2 separate regions of the Oryzias latipes genome follow, and region 2 is linked to region 1. The links are chromatin contacts, called in public Hi-C maps. All regions are on one chromosome and are shown on one strand. The core of a region is the stretch at or near the end of the contact, and the rest is flanking DNA. Distances in the headings are between cores, read along the strand shown.

The links. Hi-C and Micro-C count contacts between places; a contact is called where the count stands out from the background.
Region 2: a Hi-C map of embryo shows a contact between it and region 1, with 3 times the contacts expected there. The contact joins two enhancer-like sites. A contact is called at or near these places in 4 of 5 Hi-C or Micro-C datasets (embryo and fibroblasts).

What each region holds. Positions count from the first base shown.
Region 1 is chr5:28,140,727-28,145,314 of ASM223467v1, reverse strand. No RefSeq gene overlaps it. Among protein-coding and RNA genes, the nearest start is that of srgap2, 12 kb to the right of the region's middle. Within about 2 kb of position 2,989, at least 4 of the 8 cell types and tissues checked have an H3K27ac peak or open chromatin away from gene starts, as enhancers often do. A contact at or near this core is called in embryo, where this site is marked.
Region 2 is chr5:28,429,783-28,434,267 of ASM223467v1, reverse strand. No RefSeq gene overlaps it. Among protein-coding and RNA genes, the nearest start is that of LOC101168779, 43 kb to the right of the region's middle. Within about 2 kb of position 3,152, at least 2 of the 8 cell types and tissues checked have an H3K27ac peak or open chromatin away from gene starts, as enhancers often do. A contact at or near this core is called in embryo, where this site is marked.

The sequences.
Region 1 (4,588 bases), core at 1,740-4,239:
CAGCTCTGCCTTTATCAAACGATTACTTGAAGTCATCCAGATGGACTGTATTGAAACACTTCAACATAAAGATAAAGAAGCAAGACATAGGCTTTGCCTGACTTCCTTTAGTTCAGTACATAGGGCGTTTGTCATTTTGTCAGGGTTACCAAATCTAAAATTCCAAAATCCAGTGCCCTAATAATTTTACAGAAGTCTCTGCAAAATACAGTGTGCATCAATACCATTTACTGTATATGTGAACTCCCAATGGGAAGTACCCACTGACTCCAAGAAGCCAAAAACCTATAGACTTCTACAGAAAAAGAAACAGCTATTACTCAATCATTCTATTTGTCAGAAAAGCCATTCTTGCTCTGATAAAAAAAAATTTGCATTTTATTGCCAATTCTATTTTTTTTTCTATTATATTTTTGCTGAAGTGCAAGTTTTTCGAGGTATAAACTGGTCAATCAGATGCCTTAATAAAAAACAAAATGTGGTGGCTGCTGGCCCTGACGTCCAACATTCAAAACGTGTGACAAATTTTCATAGGCCCAGTCGCCATAGCAACGCTGACTCCGATCAAATCGAGCCAATGATTGCTTGCGGACGACTTCTGACTCCAATATGGCTGCATCCAAACTGCTTAAAAAAATGGCAACCAAATGTACTTCATATTGTTGGAGCCGGAAATAAACAATTTACCATGGATGATATCACACTCACTTGCTACACTTCTCATTGTGGGTGTATGATGGCAAGAGTCTGGTGATACGATATGTATCACGATGCATATCAAGTGTCACTCGTTCTCATGTGTAACCCTCTACAAAGCATCACAATCGCAGTTTTATATAGTACTGGCAACAATGTGGTACAGTGTTTCTGTTCGGTAACCAACCTAAGCAAAAACTAAGTAGTACGCATCTCATAACAACAAAACTGCTAGGCTGACTAAACATTTAACTTTTAACACAAGCTGATTCTTGCGAGATCTTGTTGTTTTAGTGCGGTGTAGAAGCTGCTCAAAGAGGCTCAGTGTGCTGTGCTGCCAACTAGAGGCTGGGGGTTTAAGTGGAAAACAAGAGTCAGACGCTAAAGGACTCTCATAAATAACTAAACAAATATCATCTTGACAGCATTTTAAATCAATACAAGTCTCACCAAACGATTTTTCCCTACACCCCTAGTTCTCATATAGTGAATAAAAGATGCTCACCAAATTGGTGAATATCGACCACAATGCATTGCGTTTGAATGATTTGTCATCTAAATTTTTTTTTTAAATCATTCCATTTTTCATTATCCGAACACTGTGAATTTATAAATAGTCTTCATAAAATGTTCATATTTAAAGGTTTTTACTTTGGCAAATGGGTGTAATTATATTTAGCATTTAAAAAATGATAATAAAAAAGTATATGTCCATACTGCATTAAAATCCAGTGACAGACCATCTAATCTTTTAGGGGTTAGGGATTAGTGAGGGAATTCAGACATCGCCAAAGTCTTTCTCTGATGATGAGCATAATGTTCACTTATTTAAGGTTATTACATTTTTGATTATTGTTGGATTTACAACCACACAAATGATGGACAAATGATACAACACATCCTTTTTGATTCTTAAAAAAGTCACAGTTCCTAAACCAAAACAGGAGTGTTCTATTTTAGATTGCTGGCTGCCCCGGGCCTGACACTGGCTATAATAAACCAAAAAAGGGCAAAGGAAGGCCGGATGGATCAGCAGAAAAATGACAGGAGTGTTGATAGAGCAACAAAGACAAAGAGATTTGGAGATTTGGAGAGAAGAGGATGAATATATTGCTCCTTGGAGACACGTTTATGGAAGAGAGACGGAGGGGGAGGAAGAGGGGGAGGGATGGAGAAGAGGGAAATCAGACAGGTTGGACTTTGAGAGCACACACAGACGCACTCTGTTTAATGTCTCTGTGACATTTCTGCTCTCCATCTCCTCCCCACCAACCCTCTGTTACTGGATCTGAATGGGCTGAGAGGAAAAAGCAGAGAGGAGGAGATATAACATTCTGCTTGGACTTCACTCAAGGTCATGAGCCCCAGACAAAGTCTTGGGTCAGGGTTCACTGGGGGGGCATCCAATCAAGAGGTGGGATCAAGTTTCTCTGCCTGGGAGTTTCCCTGCAAGGCCTGTGCAGATGCAACACCCCTAGCGGTGCCCTAAAGTTTTCCCAAAGATGTAAATGTCTCGGTTAAAAGCACCTTCACCCTTTCAGTGATGGAGCCGCAGATTCATTTCAACATGAAAAAGACACCATCTTGAGTACGATTGAGGGGCTTCTCGACAGCTCACTCCCCGAGTCCTTAGCTAAAATTCCTTCTGGATTCCATCACTCTATTAGCCGGGGCAACTCCACATACGTGCGTGTGTGTGTGAGAGTGTGTGTGTGTGTAGGTGTGTGTGTGCGCGCGAGCATCACTGGTTTACTGTCACTGCTCTGTGTCTGGTGCTCGTTTCATTGCTCTAAATCAAACCATCTGTGTATTCAATGGATGGAATGTTCTCCACACATGCTGCTGCCTAAACACCTCCCATCCACTGACCCTGCGCTAACTGTTGGGGTCCACATCAGCAGATGAAAGATGTTAGCTACCAGCTCTCTTGCTGACCTTCATATTTACACGTTGACCAGCAGCTCCTTAGCTCTTTATTTTTTTTTCCTGCACTAAGTGGGAATCTGGTGTCCAGCTGAAACCATCCTCATATCCAGTAACTGACAAAAATAATTATTGTGTTGCTCCTTCCCTGGTGACTGAGCATTGTGCTGCTGCTGCTGCTGCTGCTGCTGCTGCTGCTGCTGAAACAGTTGGCTTGAGTCGTGCAGGGCAGTGCAGAGAGCAGCGAAGACAGCAGGCAGCAATGTGTTGACTCCTGGCCAGCCCTGGGAACACTTCCCTAACCTGATCAGCACAAAGACAAATAGAGAGGTGATTGCTTCCCTGTGGCCCATCTGGCTTCTCTTAAGACGGTCGAAGGGGGAAAACGGGGGTGGGCGTGTGTGTGTGTGTGTGTGTGCATGCTTTTAAAGGCTGCTTCTTTACACAGGGTATTTCAAACACGCTGCTGACTTGCCGACCAATTACAGCCAATCGGTGCTGCCGAGCTGACTGCTTTCACCCGTCAATAAAAACATTTTGGTTGGGCCTGCTGAAGTCTCTGTGGATTGCAGCCCAGTCCGAGTATTAGTTTTGACATTCCAAAATGAAGTCTGCAGATCTGGAGCAAAAAAGAGGCTGTCAGAGGAGAAACAGCAAAAAGATCTTCTGTTCATTTAACTGCAGGAACCACAGATGAACTTTTTTTTCTTGGGAAGGCCTCAAGGTGGAAATAAAATGATCGAAAGTGTTTTTGGGGTTGTGTAACAGATGGGAGCGTTTTCAGCTTAATATGATAGCAGGATTCTTTATTATAGTTGAATAAGAAACAGTCTCTCAGGACCACCACAGCTGCAGACTGAAAGTGAACTGATGACCCAAATTGCTTGAACTTTTAAGCTGGCACTGGGTCAAAGTTGAAGAATCACATATAAGGCTCATGATTGCCTGCTGCAAACAACTCCCCCTCCCGGCTACACTGAAAACAACACAACAAATACACATTAGTGTCTTTTGCAGATTCAACCATCCGTAGGTTTTTCTTTACCCTATTCAAGTGGGTGAGGGGCTGTTTTGAAGGGGAAGTCTGAAGAAGTCATCTCTTAATCCCATTTTTAGACAATTATATGTCTGCTCTCATATCTGCTCAGTCATAAAACTGCCTCAATTTTCATGTCTGTAGGCCCGTAGTAAAGTGTTTGTTGTCGAATAACCCGATGACTAAGACACTCCGGACTTAATGGATGCCTACGAAAAGACATTCAGGACACCTGTCCCATAAGGGGGACTCCTCAAGCTGCTGACACCTGCGAACTGCAACGTCTGCAACTGCGTTCTTTCACCTATGCAAGCACGAGTGTGTGTAGCAGGACGGCGGTTTGTGTTTGTGGACACATTTGCCCAGGCTGAGGAATGCCCTTCCTGGTTATGGGGCGGGGGCCCAAGCCAGGATCTTTAGTGAGGGGGCGAAGGCGCGTGTTATTGTGTGTTTGTGTGGGTGTGTGCGTCTGTGTGCATCTGTGTGAGTCTGTGAGCCAGTGGGAGCTTAGAAAGGGGCCCAGTGTTTTGTCCTGTTCCACATCAATGGGACGTCAAGCTGGGTTTGGACCTGACAGCACTCGGATTAAAGGTTTTTCCAATACTCTATACCCTCCCGACACACAAACACACACACACACACACACACACACACACACACACACACACACACACACACAAGCACAAACTCAGTGGACCAAGAGAACACTTTCAACTCTTAGAGGACTAAACTGTGATTTTCAAGTAGCTGCATTTAGACAGGTCACAGTCATAATGACTATAAAGGTAAAGAGAAAGGTTTAAAGGTTTGTGAGTGTCTGTGCGCAAAAGAAAGTAATCTGGATTAAATATTAGAAACGTCAATTTATAATCTTAATTTAATGCCTTGGGGAGATTTTATTGCTTCCAAAATTGTAAATAAATTGAGGTTGTG
Region 2 (4,485 bases), core at 1,903-4,402, 290 kb before region 1:
TAAAGAAGGCAGCGCTGAGGGCTTCTGGATAAGGGAGACATGAAAGAGATGCAGACGTGAGGGAAGACAGATTGAAAGAGTGGTGCGCATTAGTGCTCATGAAGAAATATAGTAAGATGGAGGTGACAAGATGACAGACATCAGAGTGGAGAGGAGAGTGGGAGGAAAGGTCTCAAGCATCACTAGTTTCAATCTTCTCACCATTCCCACCCATATCTCTGGCCTCATTGCAGGTGACAGCAGTGCACCTAAATTACCTCCCGCTGGCACTCAAATTAAACAGGCCATATAGTGAGAGTGCACGACAATGAGAAGAAAGAGAAGTGTGTGTGTGAGGATGCTTATGAAAAGAGGGTCCGTGGTCACATTAATGCAATTTCTGTCTCGATCCCTCCATTCCCTCTGCCCAGCCCTGGATAATGAGCTAGCGAACCCTTTCCCTCCCCCCCCCCCCCCCCCCCCCTCCCCTCCCCCCCCCACTGGGCCTACCTGCTACGCACAAAGGATCCTGAGCGCTATTTTTGGAGCCCCTCTTCTCATTTATTTCCCTGATTTGGTGATGATAATAATCATTGTGGCTTGAGGTGCCATATTCAAATTAACTGCCATTCCTCCAGTGCTATCGGCCTGGCATCACCCAGCCTGCAGAGGTGTCCCTGCACCTCCCCTGCCCGTGCCCCTCCCTCGCTCCTCCTGGAAGCAATACAAAGAGCAGTGAAGCGGCACAGACTGATATGTTTCCTTGTTGAGCTTATTCAAATCAGGTGTTTGAAAACTAACCTTGTTTGCATTGTAATGTGGCGTGGCAGAGCATCTACAATTGACAATTTACTGATACGAGCCTGTAAGAGGGCCGTGTGCTGCAGCGCTGTGAATATGAAATGAATTAGATTCCCGCCTGTAGTTATTCAGATCACACTGTAACACGATAGCTTACATGAGTGGGTTTGAATGGAGGTCTAACTAAATAAATTTGATTTGGAAATTGTGTGTTTGGCAGATTGTGCCACTCACAGGCTGCTGCCATGGATGAAGCAAGCAGTTTATTGCATATAATAGGATGCAAGTGTCTTTACAGGTACATGAATTCTATTAGAAGGCAGAGGAGGGGGAGACGGGTGGGTAAAAAAAAAAAAAAAAAGGCGGTGAAGCAGGTGAAGGCGCAGCTCACTTCCATCAGACTTGTATGTGTGACTCTGTGTGTGTTTGTGTGTGTTCTGTGGGCCACTGTGCTGTCACTGTCACTTTGCACTTTTTTTTTCCTAAGAACAAAGAAAATAAAGCGATTCTGTGAAGCAAAAACACCAGGGGATACCTGTCACTGTGGGGCGCTTTTCTTAGCTCAAAAACAGACATGCGTATTTGTGCGCACATGCACGTTGTCAAGTCAGTTTATGTCACCTGAGGCTGGTTGAAACCTGATGTAAAAAAAAAAAAAAAAAAACCTTTTCTTTTTAATCAAAATATTTTTGGTGTGCTGCACACAGAAAAGTGAAGTTTTCAGGAAAGAAAAGCAGAGATGGCTTCACTCCGGCTCCTTCCCGTGTGCTGCAGCTGCTCTGAATCGCATCAGCTGGTCAGGTCTAATGGTTGACTTTTTTCTGGTCTAGCTGAGCTCTTAATTACACCACTGAGCTCGTTATGGAGTAATTAAAATGGTAAAACAGAGGGCAGAGAGCGAGTGAAGAAGCATAAGGAGATGGGGCGGGTGAGGTAGACTGCTCAATCCCAACCCCCCCCCTCCCCATGTATTAAACCATTCCCCTATGGCTATTTGGGTCACGCCATGAACTGCAGCCATTATCCTGCCTTTCAGGAACTCATTTTATCAAGTTCTCCACATCAGGTGGCAGGGCAGATTTATTTGGGGAATTGTGTTGATAGGGAAGTTCAACACAAAAACAAAATTAGCAGCAATAGGGAGTTTGAGAATAATTAGGAAAAAAAAAGTCATAACAGAAATGTGGTGAGGGTTTGTGAGGGGCATGTTGTTGGGGTACACAGAGAGTGTAAGGACGAACAATGTTTTTGTTGTTCACATTTAGGAGTATACTTTTGGGTCAATTAACAATGAAGATCAATTGATATCTCTTTATGCTTTCTTCTGTGATTTTTCGCCCCCCGGTAATGAGATAAATATTTATGAAGGCAGAAAATCCCCTGCCTCTCCTCCTTGTGTCAAATGCTCGGCATGATCAAAGGCTCAGCCCAAAAACATGCGACACAACCGCACGCATCAAGGCCTTCTTTGGCATTGTTTTTCTACTGTCCCAAAGCTCAAACACAGAAAACTATTCTCAAGCTGCCCCCACCCCTCCCACACCCCCATGCTGTCCATGAGAGAGAGGGAAAGACTGCAGATAGTTGTGGGACCCACACACTGTCGCTTTAAGATAAAATATTCTATCTTTTACATCATAATTATCTCCTTAAGGTAGAAATATTAGCATATCCACCAATCTTATTATCTGAGAAATTGGCTCATTAAGTCGGTCGGCTCCCCTTGTGCCCACCTTGTTCTCCTCTGTCCATACTTCATACTTCGGGGAGGCTGCTGAGCGGCGTTCTGACTGGAAGGAGGCGTGCAGACGCTCTGCAGGGACCGGCCTGAGTCCGTCCAAGCTGATGGGGCTCCACTCTCATGTCTGCGAGGAGTGAAAAGGAGAAGAAAGCATACTTGCTGTTGCAGCTGGAGCCAGATCTTAAAATCCCCCAGGAGGGACTGAAAGTTGGGTGCACTGACTAACCGTCAGTAATGGTTTCAAATTTTTTTAGGCCATTTAAAAGGTGAAAATCTAAAAAAAAATTCTTATGGCGGGAAAAAGTTGCCAGATGTGGTTTGACCTTCCTGAGTTTTGAAGGAAGTGAGGAAGACTACAAACCTACTTGGAAATGAGGCCCAATCCTGAGCAGAAACTGTGTTCAAAGCCCAATTTATGCTCTTAAAGAGCAAGGCATATATTTGCTTAGTAATCACAAAGACAGGATTGTTAAATTACATTTCTGGTGCTATTAAATATTAATGAGATGCTGTAGAATAGCCATGGCTTCTAATCTGCAGGATTTAATCCCCAGAATGAAACCTGACACCCATGGAGGCTAATGAAATCATCCTTTTAATCCAGGGAAATGTCCCCCATAAACCCACAGCTTTAGGAAACCCCAGGAAGCACAGCAGTCTGTGGAGCGGACAACACAATGTGGGATAAGTTCCTGCAGAGGCGGACGACCAGGAGAAGGTAGGAGCTTCTGTAAATACAGGGCATTTGTGAATATTTAGAAAAATCAGAGGCAAACCGATACGGCCGGAATGGAGCTTGTGAAAAGAAGTAAAACAGCTGGTGGTGGTGAAAATGTAAATTAAAGCTGAACCTGTTTCTCTGACATTTCCCTGAAATACAGGAGATGCTTCCACACAATACAGGAGCTGGCTTTCCCTCCCTCCGCTGCTTCGTTCCGTCTCCCTCTCTGTGTGGAATTGAGTTGTTAATTAGAATCGTGGCCCGGCCAAATGAATTCAGACCCTCTTCCTTCTGTAATGGTGCTGCAGACCCCAAGCTGTGGACTTTAATTCTCCTTTCATCAGCCTGATGGAAAAATCACCTCACTGCCATTCAGCTCAGCTACTCATTAACCAAGCCAAGAAAAGGTGATAGGCAGAATGGACAATTTTAATGTTTTTTTCCCCTTTTCTTCAAAAAAAATCTTTGCCTTAATTTTATGACGCATATAAATCATTGTGTTAAATATGTAATTTAAATTAGAACCTTAGCCACACTGTAAACGCACTGAGAGCTAAGACTAGTTTTACAACGAAAAACAAACATCGACGTCCCCCAAAATAATGTCTAATAATAGTAATCAATCAACAGCTGCATGCAGGAGATGTGTGGATGTGTACTGCCTGCATATCTGTGAGTGTCTAAATAGTTATCAGGGTGCCGGAGCTCTGGTTGTGTGCATTAACAGGCCATGTGTGAGGCACGGGGGTCGAGTTGTGATATGCTTAACAGCCAATTTACAAAGGTCAGGTGAGTGGGATCAAACGGGTGGGAAGATCACAGCTCACAGTCCTAAATGAGAAACAATCATCCCTCCAAAGGTCACCCAGACACAACCAAGGATTAGAATAATGGAGCAGGCCTTCTGCTGTTCCTTCCTCCTCACCTCTGGCTCCTCATCCTCCTCACCACCGGGGGTTCGGGTAAAATAGAACACAACCCGTTTTCCCATTTTTTTGAAGATTTATTCAGTTTCTTGGTTTTTGCATTGCTGTGGGTTCTCTACTCCCTGTGCAGGTTTAGAGGTGACCATAAACGCCAAAAAATTACTCATTTTCATAAACCGACAGATCACAGATTAGACATGTTTGTGCTTTTTAAATATGTTTGTGATCAAATATTGCAAACTTAGAAATTTTCAACTTTGAAATTAGTTTATGGCGCAATGATGTTAAATTGTAAATTGAACAAAAAAAATAATTAA